Linked DNA regions of Sus scrofa: region 1 is linked to region 2. The links are chromatin contacts, called in public HiChIP or PLAC-seq maps. All regions are on one chromosome and are shown on one strand. The core of a region is the stretch at or near the end of the contact, and the rest is flanking DNA. Distances in the headings are between cores, read along the strand shown.

Evidence for each region. HiChIP or PLAC-seq counts read pairs in DNA pulled down with a chosen protein or histone mark.
Region 1: a contact with region 2 is called in an H3K27ac HiChIP or PLAC-seq map of alveolar macrophages. The contact joins the promoter of EXOSC5 here to the promoter of HNRNPUL1 in region 2. A contact is called at or near these places in 1 of 5 promoter capture datasets (liver), 8 of 47 Hi-C or Micro-C datasets (alveolar macrophages, blood, embryonic fibroblasts and 5 more) and 1 of 2 datasets of contacts at active chromatin or transcription factors (alveolar macrophages).

The regions. Positions count from the first base shown.
Region 1 is chr6:49,380,378-49,383,077 of Sscrofa11.1, reverse strand. EXOSC5 (exosome component 5) reads left to right here and starts at 1,331. Exons shown (of 6, transcript NM_001244661.1): 1 at 1,331-1,522. The coding sequence starts at 1,375. It overlaps BCKDHA (branched chain keto acid dehydrogenase E1, alpha polypeptide), which reads right to left and starts at 868. Exons shown (of 9, transcript NM_001123083.1): 1 at 761-868. The coding sequence starts at 868.
Region 2 is chr6:49,278,909-49,281,608 of Sscrofa11.1, reverse strand. It overlaps HNRNPUL1 (heterogeneous nuclear ribonucleoprotein U-like protein 1), which reads right to left and starts at 1,313. Exons shown (of 17, transcript XM_021094416.1): 1 at 1,013-1,313. The coding sequence starts at 1,313.

The DNA of each region.
Region 1 (2,700 bases), core at 82-2,581, 100 kb before region 2:
AACAAATACTTACTAATCATCTCCTTTGTAATGATCAAGACAGACAAGGTCAACAGCCAGGTACTGCATCAGGGGACCCAGGATCAAACGACTTTTTTACACGATTCATTTTAAAATCAGAGCAGGAGTTCCTGTTGTGGTTCAGTGGGTTAGGAACCGGTCATAGTGTCCATGAGGATGCAGGTTCCACTCCTGGCCCCGCTCACTGGGTTAAGAATCTGGCGTTGGCCCCCAGCTGCGGTTCCCATTCCACCCCTAGCCTGGGAACTTCCATATGCTGCAGATGCCCCAATAAAAAGTAAAAAAACAAACTAAAAAAAACCAGAGTTGAAGCAAAAAGGCACTATAAAAGCCTGTGCTGGGGTATCTGCTCTCTCTTCTCTTCTTGGAAGGGGGAGTCTTTCCCAAGAAGAAAATCTTTCCTTTGTAAACGCAATTTCACTCTCCAACCCCTGAGGAGAAAGGTCACACTTTCCCCCCATGTCCTCCAAGAGGCCTCCCCGGGGCATTGGTGGCAACTAATAAGAAACGCCCTCCCTCACTTTCTCCACGTTGTCTTCCTCCCTGAGGGTCCACAAAGAAGCTGTCCCGCTTTGCCTCTCCTAAGGAAGTGAAACTTCTTCCCTTGAGGGTCCGCTACAAGATGTTTCTGCAGCCCTTCTCCCTTCAACCGCCCTCCATGTACTCCCTACAGGGACGCCACACTCTGAAGAAGGAGTTAACATTTCTATACCTTCTCGGGTACCTCCCCAGTACTCACAGATCTAGCCAGACCCCGAGCCCCAAGCCGCCGCAGAAGCAGGAGGCCAGCCTGGCCCAAGCCTTGACTGCGCTCCCAAACCCTCGCCACAGCCACCGCCAACGCCATCTTGACCATTAATACCTCAGAGTAGCGTCCCCCTCCTTGGCGAGACTGGGGCTGCCCCTTCAGGAGCCTGACTCAAATACCAGGATCGCTCTGCCAAGAAACCACCTGCTACTAATCCTGCGGTCTTTAGGACACATATATAGGTGGGTAAAATAATCCAGATTTCCCCAAATTACTCCGATCGCTTCACCGGAGTTATTCCTCTTAACAGGCAAAGCAGAGGGCAACTGAGCTCGGCTTCAGGGTTTCAGGGCCCCGGGGCCTCGGGTAGGACGAGCTCATGCCAAGGCCCGCCCTCTCTTCCCTTCTGTCCAATGGCTTTCCTGGACTCTCTAGGCGGGAGTAGGAGGGACCAGATTGTTAGTAAACGCAGAGACACGTGCGGGCGCGGATCCCGGAGGGCCCCGCACCCAAGTTGGCGCTTGCTCATTGGGTACGCAGTCTGTACGCAAGCGCGCGCTTCTGGGCGGAAGCGACAGTCCCTGCTGCACGTGGGCTCCCCGGCGATGGAGGAGTCGATGCAGACTGAAACCAAGGTACGCCCCGAGTCTGGAGCAGAGTCTGGCCCTCGGAGCCCCAGCTGTACTCTCCGGCACTTTGCCTGCGAACAAAACTTGTTGTCCCGGCCCGATGGCTCTGCCTCTTTCCTGCAAGGTAAGAATTTACCCACGTCGTATTTGTTCTCGTGGGCGGGTACAGTGTATTGTGTTAGCTGGTAAATATCTTCTTGGACTGATGCAGTTCTTGCCGGAGTGAATGGTACTGCATATGCCAGTAGACAAATAGAAGGGTGAAGATACCTCCACTCTGGTAAATATGCCTCAGGATGAGAGAGGGGCAGACCTTCTCTTAAGAACGAATACTCCAGGGACTTCCCTTCGTGGCTCAGCAGTTAAGGAACCCGACTAGGATCCATGAGGATGAGGGTTCGATCCCTGGCCTCCCTTAGCGGGTTAAGGATCCGGCGTTGCTGTGAGCTGTGGTGTAGGTCGCAGACACAGCTCGGATCTGGGGTTTCTGTGGTTGTGGTGTAGGCTGGCAGTTGTAGCTCTGATTAGATCCCTAGCCTGGGAACTTCCATGTGAGGCCTGAGAGAGCAAAAAAAAAAAAAAAAAAAAAAAAGAACGAATACTCCAGAATAGGGGAAATCTCACCGTGTAAAAAAAGTCCTCCTTGACTAGGTTCCTCCCACACATGCACTCTGGATTCATCTATCCCTGGTTGAGGCAAACCTGTTCTTTTGCGTAAATACCTCGTAGACTGGCAAATCACCACTACTGATTTTTTTTTGTTTGTTTTTCTTTTTTCTTTTTTTTGCTTTTTAGGACCGCACTTGCAACATATGGAGGTTCCCAGGCTAGGGGTTCAAATGAAGCTGTAGCTGCTGGCCTACATCGCAGCCACAGCAATGCGAGATCTGAGCTGCATCTGCGGCCTACACCACAGCTCACGGCAACCCCAGATCCTTAACCCACCGAGCGGGGCCAGGGATTGAACCCATAGCCTCATGGATACTAGTTGGGTTCTTACCCGCTGAGCCAAAATGGGAATTTCGTTGTTTTATATATACGGAGTTGCCAGGCTGGGGATCACATCCAAGCCCCAACTGTGTCCTTCCTATGCCCTTAGAGTGGCAACGCTGGGCCAGGGTTCCTGCCAATTCCTTTGTGCCACAGCGGGAATTCCTGAACACATGTGTTTTTGCTAAGTACTGTTCTAAGCACTGAGAAATCATAGCTAAAAAGGTTTTTTGTGTTTTTTTAATTTCTTTTTTTATATTTTTTTCTGTTTTATATAAGTTTTTAAATTCCTGCCCTAGAAGAGTTTCCATT
Region 2 (2,700 bases), core at 64-2,563:
ATACTCCTTGCTGGACACAAGGTTCTCTATCCCCCAGATACTCCATCCACTTCAAAACTTCACCAATTTGTTATCTTCTGCACCCCACCCCCAGCTACACTTGTTCTCCAAACGACAGATACTGTTAATCTAAAACCATTCAGCAGTAGCCACTGCATTATCTGTCCTCAGAGCCTTTCCAGCTCTAGACCTCCTGGTTCCTCACCCAGGGAGGCATCCTTCTCTCTGCCACCAGCCTCTGTACACCAAGGTTCCATATACCGCCTCTGGAAGTCAATCAGAAAGTCCCCAAATTGCCAGAACCAAATGCCCAGGTTGTCCCTGCCTACGGGTTGGCCTTCTAGTCCTGCATCTGAGTCCCTCACAGTACAATCGCATGGTGGTCTCCCACATCCCCTAAATGCTCCCAGGCCAAACACCAGAACATACAGTCTATTGGACCTTCCCCGGCCAGACGCCAGCACCCATCTTACATACAACCCACACTAATACCAAATATAAGAAGTCCCTGTGCCCCCCATTCAGGAGCAAACTCCAGGATCCTCCATCCTCAAAACTCTCCAGCCCAGAAAACAAAGCTCTCAACGCCTAGCTCATAGCCTGGGCTCGCACAGCTCCCAAGCTCTAAGATCATCATTTCCAAGACTCTCCTCAGCCCCCCAAATAGAAAACCTCTTGTTCTTCCGATTGTCTTCGGGTCCAGAAACCACAGCTTCCGGTTTCCGAGTCCTAGGCTGCGGAACCCTTTACAACCCCCCCCCCCGCCGACCTTCCTCATCTCCGAAACCGAGGACCCCCGCCCCCCATTCCAGGATCTCCCCTGCACCGAATGCCAGGATTCGCCCTCCGGTCGTCCCGCGGGCCTTGTCCCCAAATCCTTTTCAGCGACGGGCAGAGGCATCCCCCGATCCTTAGATCGTCTCCCCGACCTCAGGCGCCGGACTCCCGCGTCCCACAGCCCTTCCTCGGCCCGGACTCCGGGCTCCCCGGCCCCCGCCCCGCGCACTCTCACAATGTCCGTCCGGCCCCGAGTAGCCGCCGGGCTCCGGGTGCGGCTGCAGCTGCAGCCCGGGCGGCGGTGGCTGCGCGGTCCCCTCCAGCTCGGAGCCCCCCTCGGTCTCGACCTCCTCGCTGTTGTGCCCAGGTCGCCCCGGTTCGTCGTCGGCCTCGAGCTCCCGCTCGTCGTCGGGCTCCTCGGCCTCCAGCGCCGCCTGCAGCCGCTCAGCAAGCTCGGCCTTGAGGCCACGAGTGTCCAGGCCGCGGCGCTGCAGTTCCTCGCGAAGTTCGTTCACCTTCAGACGGCGCACATCCATGGCCCGGGCCCCCGGGGCGGCCCCCGAGCCCGGCCCGGCCTCCCAGGGCTCTGTCCCCCTTAAACCTTTCCTGTCAGGAGGCGAAGGGGGAAAGGGGGGGGCCCCCACTCCAATGGCGGCGGCGGCTCAAAATGGCCGCCGCCGCCACCTCCCCCTCCTCCGTGGCCCCGTGCGATGCAACACGGGTGCCAATTGGCCACCGCATGGGAGCAACGGGCGCGGGCCCAGAGACTCGACCAATCAGAGCGTGTCTTTCAAAAGAACGGCACTGAAAGGGCTTGGGAGCTACCGGGGAGGAAGCGTTGGCCTACGTCGATGCCGAAGCCGGAGCGGGAGGGCGGGAAAAGGTGAGAGGCGGAGCGCGCGGTGATTGGGTAGCGTTCGCGCGCCCGCTCCAGTAGGGTCAAATGAGGGAAAGGGAGTAAAGACCTGGACCCATCAGCAGTGAGATCTCAGAATGAGGTCCCCACGGCCTTTCCTGCGCGGTCCTTTCATCAAACTAGTGTCTCTGTAACACATATCTTGATTGGTCTAAATCTCCCGCCCCTGGAGGCGTCCAAGCGGGTAAAACCACTAGGACCAATCAAATGGAGGGTCCGCAAACCACTCCTCCCCGCCCCCTTTCAAGATTGCCTTTAGGAAACCGGAAAGAGATGAATTCACGAAGGACCTTCCCCTTGCCGTTAGGGCGGTTTCAAAACAATCTGTCCACCAATCGTAGTTCCTGTCTTATCTCGGTAAAGCTAGTACAGTTGCACCGTTTTAGGAAAACCTAGCCAGATTGGCTATTCTGGTTACGGACCGCCTTACAAACTTCGCCGTAGAGGGAAGTATACTAAACAGAGATTTAGGTACACAAATTGTTCTTAGTCTGGAAGAAACTCAGTTGCTTTTATGAAAAGCAGCTCTTTGGCTTCAGAGAGTCCTGAAGGTTTGAAAGCAGAGACAAACAACGGGGAAAAAGTTGTGAAAGAAATCTCACTCTCTCCCCTTTGATAGATCATCTCACGGGGCCCCTCTTTCCATTATCATAGCTGCGCTGACGTCTTTCTCTCCGGTTGCTATCTTACGTGGAATGGGCGCTCTGTACGCGGTCATTCCCTTTCCATGCGGAAGGGCTTCCAAAAGCTCAGGGGTCTCTACCCCAAATCATCTATGCTGATTTGCTAGTTTGGCGTCTGTATTGACAAGCTCAATACACAGATTAAGCCTCGCGCTACTAAACGCCGTAGTTTCATTATGTTTAACCCTGCACCACCTGTCGCCTCTAACTCAAAAAAACAAGCCTTCTGTAAGGTACATTATCAATATGCACAATGCAAATGCCCGCTGCTCACTGGGCTATACCTAAAGCCTACAAAAGCCACACACACCCTCTACGTAGACA